Linked DNA regions of Sus scrofa: region 1 is linked to region 2. The links are chromatin contacts, called in public Hi-C maps. All regions are on one chromosome and are shown on one strand. Each heading gives the region's core, a stretch centred on a gene start, on an enhancer-like site or on the middle of the called end of the contact. The rest is flanking DNA. Distances are from core to core; before and after follow the strand shown.

Evidence for each region. Hi-C and Micro-C count contacts between places; a contact is called where the count stands out from the background.
Region 1: a Hi-C map of skeletal muscle shows a contact between it and region 2, with 11 times the contacts expected there. The contact joins two enhancer-like sites. A contact is called at or near these places in 2 of 47 Hi-C or Micro-C datasets (omental adipose tissue and skeletal muscle).

What each region holds. Positions count from the first base shown.
Region 1 is chr6:92,378,357-92,381,711 of Sscrofa11.1, forward strand. The region is part of intron 2 of THRAP3 (thyroid hormone receptor-associated protein 3); the gene reads left to right. Among named protein-coding and RNA genes, the nearest start is that of THRAP3, 30 kb to the left of the region's middle. Within about 2 kb of position 1,410, at least 7 of the 83 cell types and tissues checked have an H3K27ac peak or open chromatin away from gene starts, as enhancers often do. A contact at or near this core is called in skeletal muscle, where this site is marked.
Region 2 is chr6:87,975,145-87,978,984 of Sscrofa11.1, forward strand. No RefSeq gene overlaps it. Among named protein-coding and RNA genes, the nearest start is that of SERINC2, 19 kb to the right of the region's middle. Within about 2 kb of position 1,692, at least 32 of the 83 cell types and tissues checked have an H3K27ac peak or open chromatin away from gene starts, as enhancers often do. A contact at or near this core is called in skeletal muscle, where this site is marked.

The sequences.
Region 1 (3,355 bases), core at 160-2,659, 4.4 Mb after region 2:
ATTATTTTCTCTGATGTTTTAAAAAAAGAAAACAAACAGCTCGGTGTGTTAAGAACCCAACTGACAATCCATGCAGATGCTGACAATCCATGCAGATACAGGTTCGATCCCTGGCCTCACTTAGTAGGTAAGGATCTGGCATTGCCACGAGCTGTGGTGTAGGTCACAGATGCAGCTCAGATCTGGCATTGCTGTGGCTGTGCTGTAGGCCGACAGCTGCAGCTCCAGTTCAACCCCTAGCCCGGGAACTTCCATACACTGTAGGTGTGGCCCTAAAAAGAAAAAAAAATGAGGGAGTTTCCTGGTGGCCTGGAGGTTAAGGATTTGGTGTTGTCACCGCTATGGTTCAGGTTAGATCCCTGGCATGCTGTGAGTGCAACCAAAAAAGAAAGAAAGGGAAACATTTATGAAACTCTTATTCCTGTGTGGAAACCAGGCCTGAAATAATTAGTGTTGTGCTGAATGGAAAATGCCTGTCTCATTGACTTTTTCATACCTTTCCAAGTTACTGAGAAATAATGTGGTCCTGTTCCTTTAAAAAGTGAAAGATGGAAAGGGGGGAGTTTGCCATGTTATTGGAACAGAGAAACTAATTTACTCACTGACGAGCTGGAAGGAAATATGACCTCTTGCTGGCTGTGTGATGGAAAGAAGCTAGCAGCAGTGTCCCTCGCCCTGACAGGTGTCTGTCACAGAGCCCTGACTTGCTCTGGAAACTCGTCTTTCCAAGTGAGGTTGGTGCTGCCTGAATTTGGTGTAAGTGGATTGCCCCCATGCAAGTGATAGTTTATAAGTACAGTCAGAAGGTAAGTGGCCAAGTCCCTGGCCAGCTATTTTCAGGTAGATGGGCTAGTTCTTATAAAACAGTAGAATATGTTATGAATCTCAAATGATTTTTTCTGTAGTAAATTTCAGAGTTGGTGGGCTGGGAGTGGAGGGATGGTTCTTTTTTTAAAAGCAGGAAGTTTAGTTTAATTCCATTTTTAGAATCTGGCTGAAGTAAGGATGAAGAATGTCCTGGTCTGTTTGAAGACATTTAAGTTTTTTATCAGTGGTAGAGCTGTTCCAAACCCTCATTTTATTCTTGGGGAAAAAAGGCACAGAGAGATTATATTAAAAAAAACACCTGCTTCAGTTAAGGGGTTTTTGCCCTTATTAGCAGTATGAGTTTATTTTTGATAAATGTCTCTCTTTTAAGGTACCTGAACACTTGCTTGGTGCCTTTTTTTTTTTTTTCATCACATACCAGTGGCAACAAAAAAGATCAGTTATGTCCTCCTACAAGGGTCCTGATATTTTTGGGGTGGAGAGAGGGAAGAAAGTTTGCAGTAGCGGAACAGGCTAGAGCAGCAGCTGTTGTTTATTAGTTGATGACTGGTGCTTGGGCTTGAAAGGAGCAAAGTCAAGGAGACTTTCTCTGAGGCGGGACGGGCTCTCTGCCGATGAGACAGGAGCCCAGGCCCCACACCCACTCACAGAACACAGGGATCTGGTGGCTTTCAGAAGAGAACTCTTGTCAGAACAAGTCTGTTTTGCTTTGGGGAGCCCAAAGTAAGTAGCAGTACTGTTAGAAATTACCTGTTTTCCTCAAGTTTGAAGTAATGGCAGAAGTTACCACTTTTTTTTTTTTTTCCTGTGCAGTTTAGTTTGAATTTTGTGAAAAACAAGGCAGTGTTCCTGTTTACCATCCAGAGAAGTTAAGACTGGAAAAGGAAGGGCAGAGATTGAGTTTGGAGGACTTGGAATTGAACCTTTGTGGATAAGAGGTGGTTTATCCACCTGGTCAGTTACTTCCAGCATTGGCAGTATTCTTAACCAAGGGGGGTGGGGAGCTCTTTCTTTTATTATTATAAATAATCCATGGGCACTTTTATGTCAGGCTTGCCATTCCTTAATTAATATACTCTTAAACTACTTGAGAGTTTACCCTCAGGGAAGCTTCTTAATGTTCAAGTGAGAATTAAAAATTATCCATGTGTCCATGGATAACTAACATGAAATAGTTTTTTTTATGTAGTGAAAACAGTGTAGAGAGTTGGATCTTTTGTTTCTGCAGTAACTCTGACACGAGAACCAAGGCACAGCAACTTTCTCTAATGGGTGTGGGCTTTACTGGCAATCCCTTAACCCTCCAGTTTCTGAACACAGAGGGGTTCCTGTGCTGAATTGTTTCTGTGAAGTTTTTGGACTGGTTTCTCCTTTGAGTTTTTCCATCCTGGCAACTGTTAGGAAGAACACTTGAGAATTTGTTTTGTGTACAGGTCCATTGTTAGCTTAACTGAACTAAAATATATGCTCTCATTAATAAAAAAGGTTGTTTTCAGGGAAGTAGATAGTAAGGTTAGGATAAAAGCACATTGGTAAAAAAAGTACACTGTCAAATATATTTCTCCAGAAGCCAAATAAACAGTTGAAGTGAGCTCACAATTTTTACAGTGGATTTTGGCCTCTAGAATTAGAAGCTTTATTAACTTTTTTGACTTGCTAACTCAAAAATATTGTGTATCAGTGTGTATTTTCTACTCTCGGCTGTTATGAAGTAGTCACACGTCTAAAAACAAGTTGATGAAATAACCCACAATGGGAAAGGTATTTTGGACTTCCTGTAATTAGGAAATAGTTTAAAGTTGCACTTTGGAATTTATTTATTTATTTATTTATTTATTTATTTATGTTTTTTAGGGCAGCACTCAAGGCACATGGAGGTTCCCCAGGCTAGAGGTCTAATCGGAGCTATAGCTGCTGGCCTACACCACAGTCACAGCAACACCAGATCAGAGCTGCATCTGTGACCTACACCACACCTCATGGTGACGCTGGATCCTTAACCCACTGAGAAAGGCCAGGGATCGAACCCACAACCTCACGGTTTCTAGTCAGATTCGTTTCCACTGCTCCATTACGGGAACTCCTAGAATTTACTTTGTGTTTGAGCTGAATTTGGAATCATTGTTATTTGCTGATAAGTGAATTTCCTTTTAGACTTACTTGCTGAGCACACATGGAGAAGCTTATAGAGCTGAGCCTTTTGGGTCCCTTCATTTCATGTCTGGATTTTTTTTTTTCTCCCCTCCTCTCTGTCTTTTTAGGGCCACTCCCATGGCATATGGAGGTTCCCAGGCTAGGGATCTAATCAGAGCTGTAGTCGCCAGCTTATGCCAGGGCCATAGCAACGCGGGATCCAAGCCACGTCTGCGACCTACGCCACAGCTCATGGCAATGCCGGATCCTTAACCCACTGAGCGAGACCAGGGATGGAATCTCCATTCTCATGGATGCTGGTCAGGTTTATTAACTGCTGAGCCATGACGGGAACTCCTGGATTTTTTAATGTAAGGATTCTGGGGGTTTTTTG
Region 2 (3,840 bases), core at 442-2,941:
TGTCACCTCCCTTCTGATATTTCATTTTCCAACACTGCTATGGCTGTGACTTGTCCATAATCCTATCGTACTTGTTTAGACAAGAGGGTAAATGTTTACTAATCCGTGCCCTTGACTAGGCTGTGAATTTTCCCTCAAGGGTGAAGATTGTGGTTGTCTTGCATGCTATTATTTGGCACAAGACACTGTGCAGGGTCTGGCACCAAGGGTTTTCTCAGTAAATCTGTCAAGTTAAAAACCTGAGGAAGTTCCCGTGGTGGCACAGCGGAAATGAAGCCAATTAGTATCCATGAGGATGCAGGTTTGATCCCTGGCCTCACTCAGTGGGTTAAGGATCTGGCATTGCCAGGAGCTGTGGTGTAAGTTGTACATGCAGCTTGGATCCCGTGTTGCTGTGGCTGTGATGGTTGGCAGCTGTAGCTCCAATTTGACCCCATCCTGGGAATCTCCATATGCCACGGATCGGCCCTAGAAAGCAAAGCAAAGCAAAACAAAACAAGAAACAACCTGAATATATGCGTTCCCTGGTGGCTCAACAGATTAAGGATCCAGCATTGTCGCTACAGTGGCTTTGGTTACTGCAGTGGCTTGGGTTCAATCCCTGGCCCAGGAACTTCTGCATGCTTCGGGGGCAGCCAAAAAACCAAAAACAAACCCGAATAAATATTCAATATCATGTGACCTTCCATAATCCCTGGGAAATGATTTCAGCCTAGTCCTTCCTTAAATTTTTTTTTTTTTTTTTTCCTGGGAATTCCCATCATGGCTCAGTGATTAACGAATCCGACTAGGAGCCATGAGGTTGTGGGTTCGATCCCTGGCCTTGCTCAGTGGGCTAAGGATCTGGCGTTGCTATGAGCTGTGGTGTAGGTCACAGACGCGGCTCGGATCTGGCATTGCTGTGGCTATGGCATAGGCTGGTGGCTATAGCTCTGATTAGACCTCTAGCCTGGGAACCCCCATATGCCGCAGGAGCAGCCCTAAAAAGAACAAAAAGACAAAAAAAAAAATTTTTTTTTTCTTTTTTGGGCACAGCATGGCATGTGGAGTTCTTAGGCCAAGGATCAGATCCAAGCCACAGTTGTGACCTATACCACAGCCAGATCTTCTCACCCACAGAGCCAGGCAAGGATCCAATCTGTGTCCTGGCGCTGTAGAGACGCCGATGATCCTGTTGCATCACAATGGGAACTCCTAGTCCTTCTTTAAGGACGTTCTCCTTGGAGGCCCTTGAACTGGCTCTTAATCTCCCTAAACACATAAATGTCAGAGCCAGAGGTCCTGAGGCCATTTAGCCTCATCAACTTGTGCAGATGGGGAAACGGAGGCCCAGGAAAGGGTAAGACTGACCTGAGTTCACACAGCTCATTAATAGGATGGAAACCAAGCCTTATGCCTCCTGGATCAGGCTTCATCCTATTACTCCCTTTTTAGAAACAGGGAAGCAGGCCTAGAGAAAGGAAGGGGAGCACAAGCTTACACAGTAATTGAGGGGCAGAACCAGGGCCCGGGAATTCTCCTGCCTCCCCTGGGCCTCCTCCTGACCTTTCCCTTCTTTTGAGGCCCAGCAGTGGGACTGGTGGGGCCTCCTCCATGTTTTCTGGGTCAAGGATCAAGATTGAAGGGCGATTCTGTGAGATCCTCCCAGATTCTGTGAGATCTGGGAGCTGATGGAGGCACGCACCAGTTTGTCCACTAGGTGGCACTGCAGATCCTATCTCGGTCCCCTTACTGTGCATCCAGCCTTGGTTCATCTGTACTGGGGCCAGACGGGGAAAACTGAGGCCCTGGGAGGAGAGGGATTTGTAGAGGTCACCCTGAGAGCTAGAGGCAGAGCTGGCACTTGTCTTGGGCCTCCTGACACCGGCCAGGTCATTCCCTAGGCGGCTGAACGTGGCCTGGGGGCGGGGCTTTTCCACCGTTTGCTGGTTGGCTGTCCCTGTGGCTAGTATGGTATTGCGCCTCTCCCTGGGCCACACTGGCCGCCCACGGAGTCACACCCCTCTTCACCTCTGCTCTGTCCAGGGACCCCTACCCTGTCTGCCGCCCGCTGTCATCAGCACAGGTCTTCGTGGTTTCAGAGACATTGTCACTTTCTGCCTGCCCGCTTTGCGTGCTTGGAGAAGGGGGCGGGCCTGGGGATCGGCGATGCGGACTCCAGTCAGACCAACTATGCAGCCTCAGACCAGGTTACCCATCTCTTTCTGCCTCAGTTTCCTTATCTGTAAAGCAGAGATTCTAGTGGTTCTTATCTCTCAGGGTTTTTGGGAGGATTACATGAGATAGCACATTAAGTCCTTGGGAGCTTTTTATCAAGCCTGAAACCTGCAGAGCATCTGGGAGAGATGTGAAACTGCCCCCTCACCCCTTATGGATGACAGACTGAGGCCCAGGGAGGTCAGTGAGCAATGATGATGTCATTTCCTCATTGAGGGCCAGGTATGATTGTCAGGCCATGACTCAAGAGTATAAGAAGTAGAACTTTCTTTTTCTTCAGCCCAGGGGGATGTAGAAGTTGAGGTGGGATGGGAATGCAAGTAGAACCAGCATTTGGGTTGCCCTGTGTGTGTGTTTCCCGCCATGTGTCTGCCTGGAACACCTTGGTGACACCCTCGTCCTTTTTGCTTTGAATGGCCCTCCGGGGCCACCGTCTTTCTCCAGTTCTCCCCGGTCACAGTAAAGGGCACAGGGATTGTTCTGCTGAGTTGGGGGTCACACTGTGGTTTGGGGGTCATTCTGGTAGGTCCCCCTTTGGGCTCTGGCTGCCACCTGCAGGGTCTTCTCAGGGCCTGTGGTGTCTCTGCTCTCAGCTCTTTCTGTTCCAGCCTGGGGAGGTCTCTAGTCTGAGTAACAGATGCCCTGCTTATATGGGGAATGGGGAGAGTAGGAAGAGGGTAAAATACCAGGAGAGAAACATACAGATCAATTATACCAACACATATTTCTGGAGCATCTTGTGTGTACCAGGCACTGTTCCAGATGCTTGGTACATTGCGGGGTTGCATTTTTTTTTTTTTTTTTTTTTTTTGCTTCTGTCTTTTTAGGGCTGCACCTGTGGCATATGTACGTTCCCAGGCTAGGGATCGAATCGGAACTACAGCTGCTGGCCTATGCCACAGCCACAGCAACACCAGATCTGAGCCACATCTGCAACCTACACCACAGCTCATGGCAATGCTGGATCCTTAACCCACTGAGTGAGGCCAGGAATTGAACCTGCAACCTCATGGTTCCTAGCTGGATTCGTTTCCACTGAGCCATGATGGGAACTCCCTGGGGGTGCATTCTGAGCAAGCAGACAAATCTCTTCTCTCAAGGAGGGCTGCAGCAGGAAGCAGACAGTGATGGTCACGAAGGCTACCATTTATGGAGCCCTACTATGTGCTTGTGTCATCTCCTTGATTACTTCCTTTTTTGTTTTTTTTTAGGGTGGCACCTATGGCATATGGAAGTTCCCAGGAGAGGGGTCAAATCAGAGCTATAGCTGCCAGCCTACACCACAGCCACAGCACATGGTATCCGAGCCATGTCTGTGACCTACACCACAGCTCATGGCAACACTGGATCCTTAACCCACTGAGCAAGGCCAGGGATAGAACCCATTGGGTCCTCATGGATCCTAATCAGGTTTGTTACTGCTGAGCCACAAAGGGAACCCCTCATTGATTACTTCCGACAGTATAATGACATAAGTGCTACTATTATCCCCATTTTTTTTTTTTTTTTTTTTTTTGGCCACCACGTAGCATATGGAGTTCCCAGGCTGGGAATCAGATCTGAGCTGCCGTTGGGACCTGTACCGAAGCTGCAGCAACTCTGGATCCTTTAACCCTCTCTGCT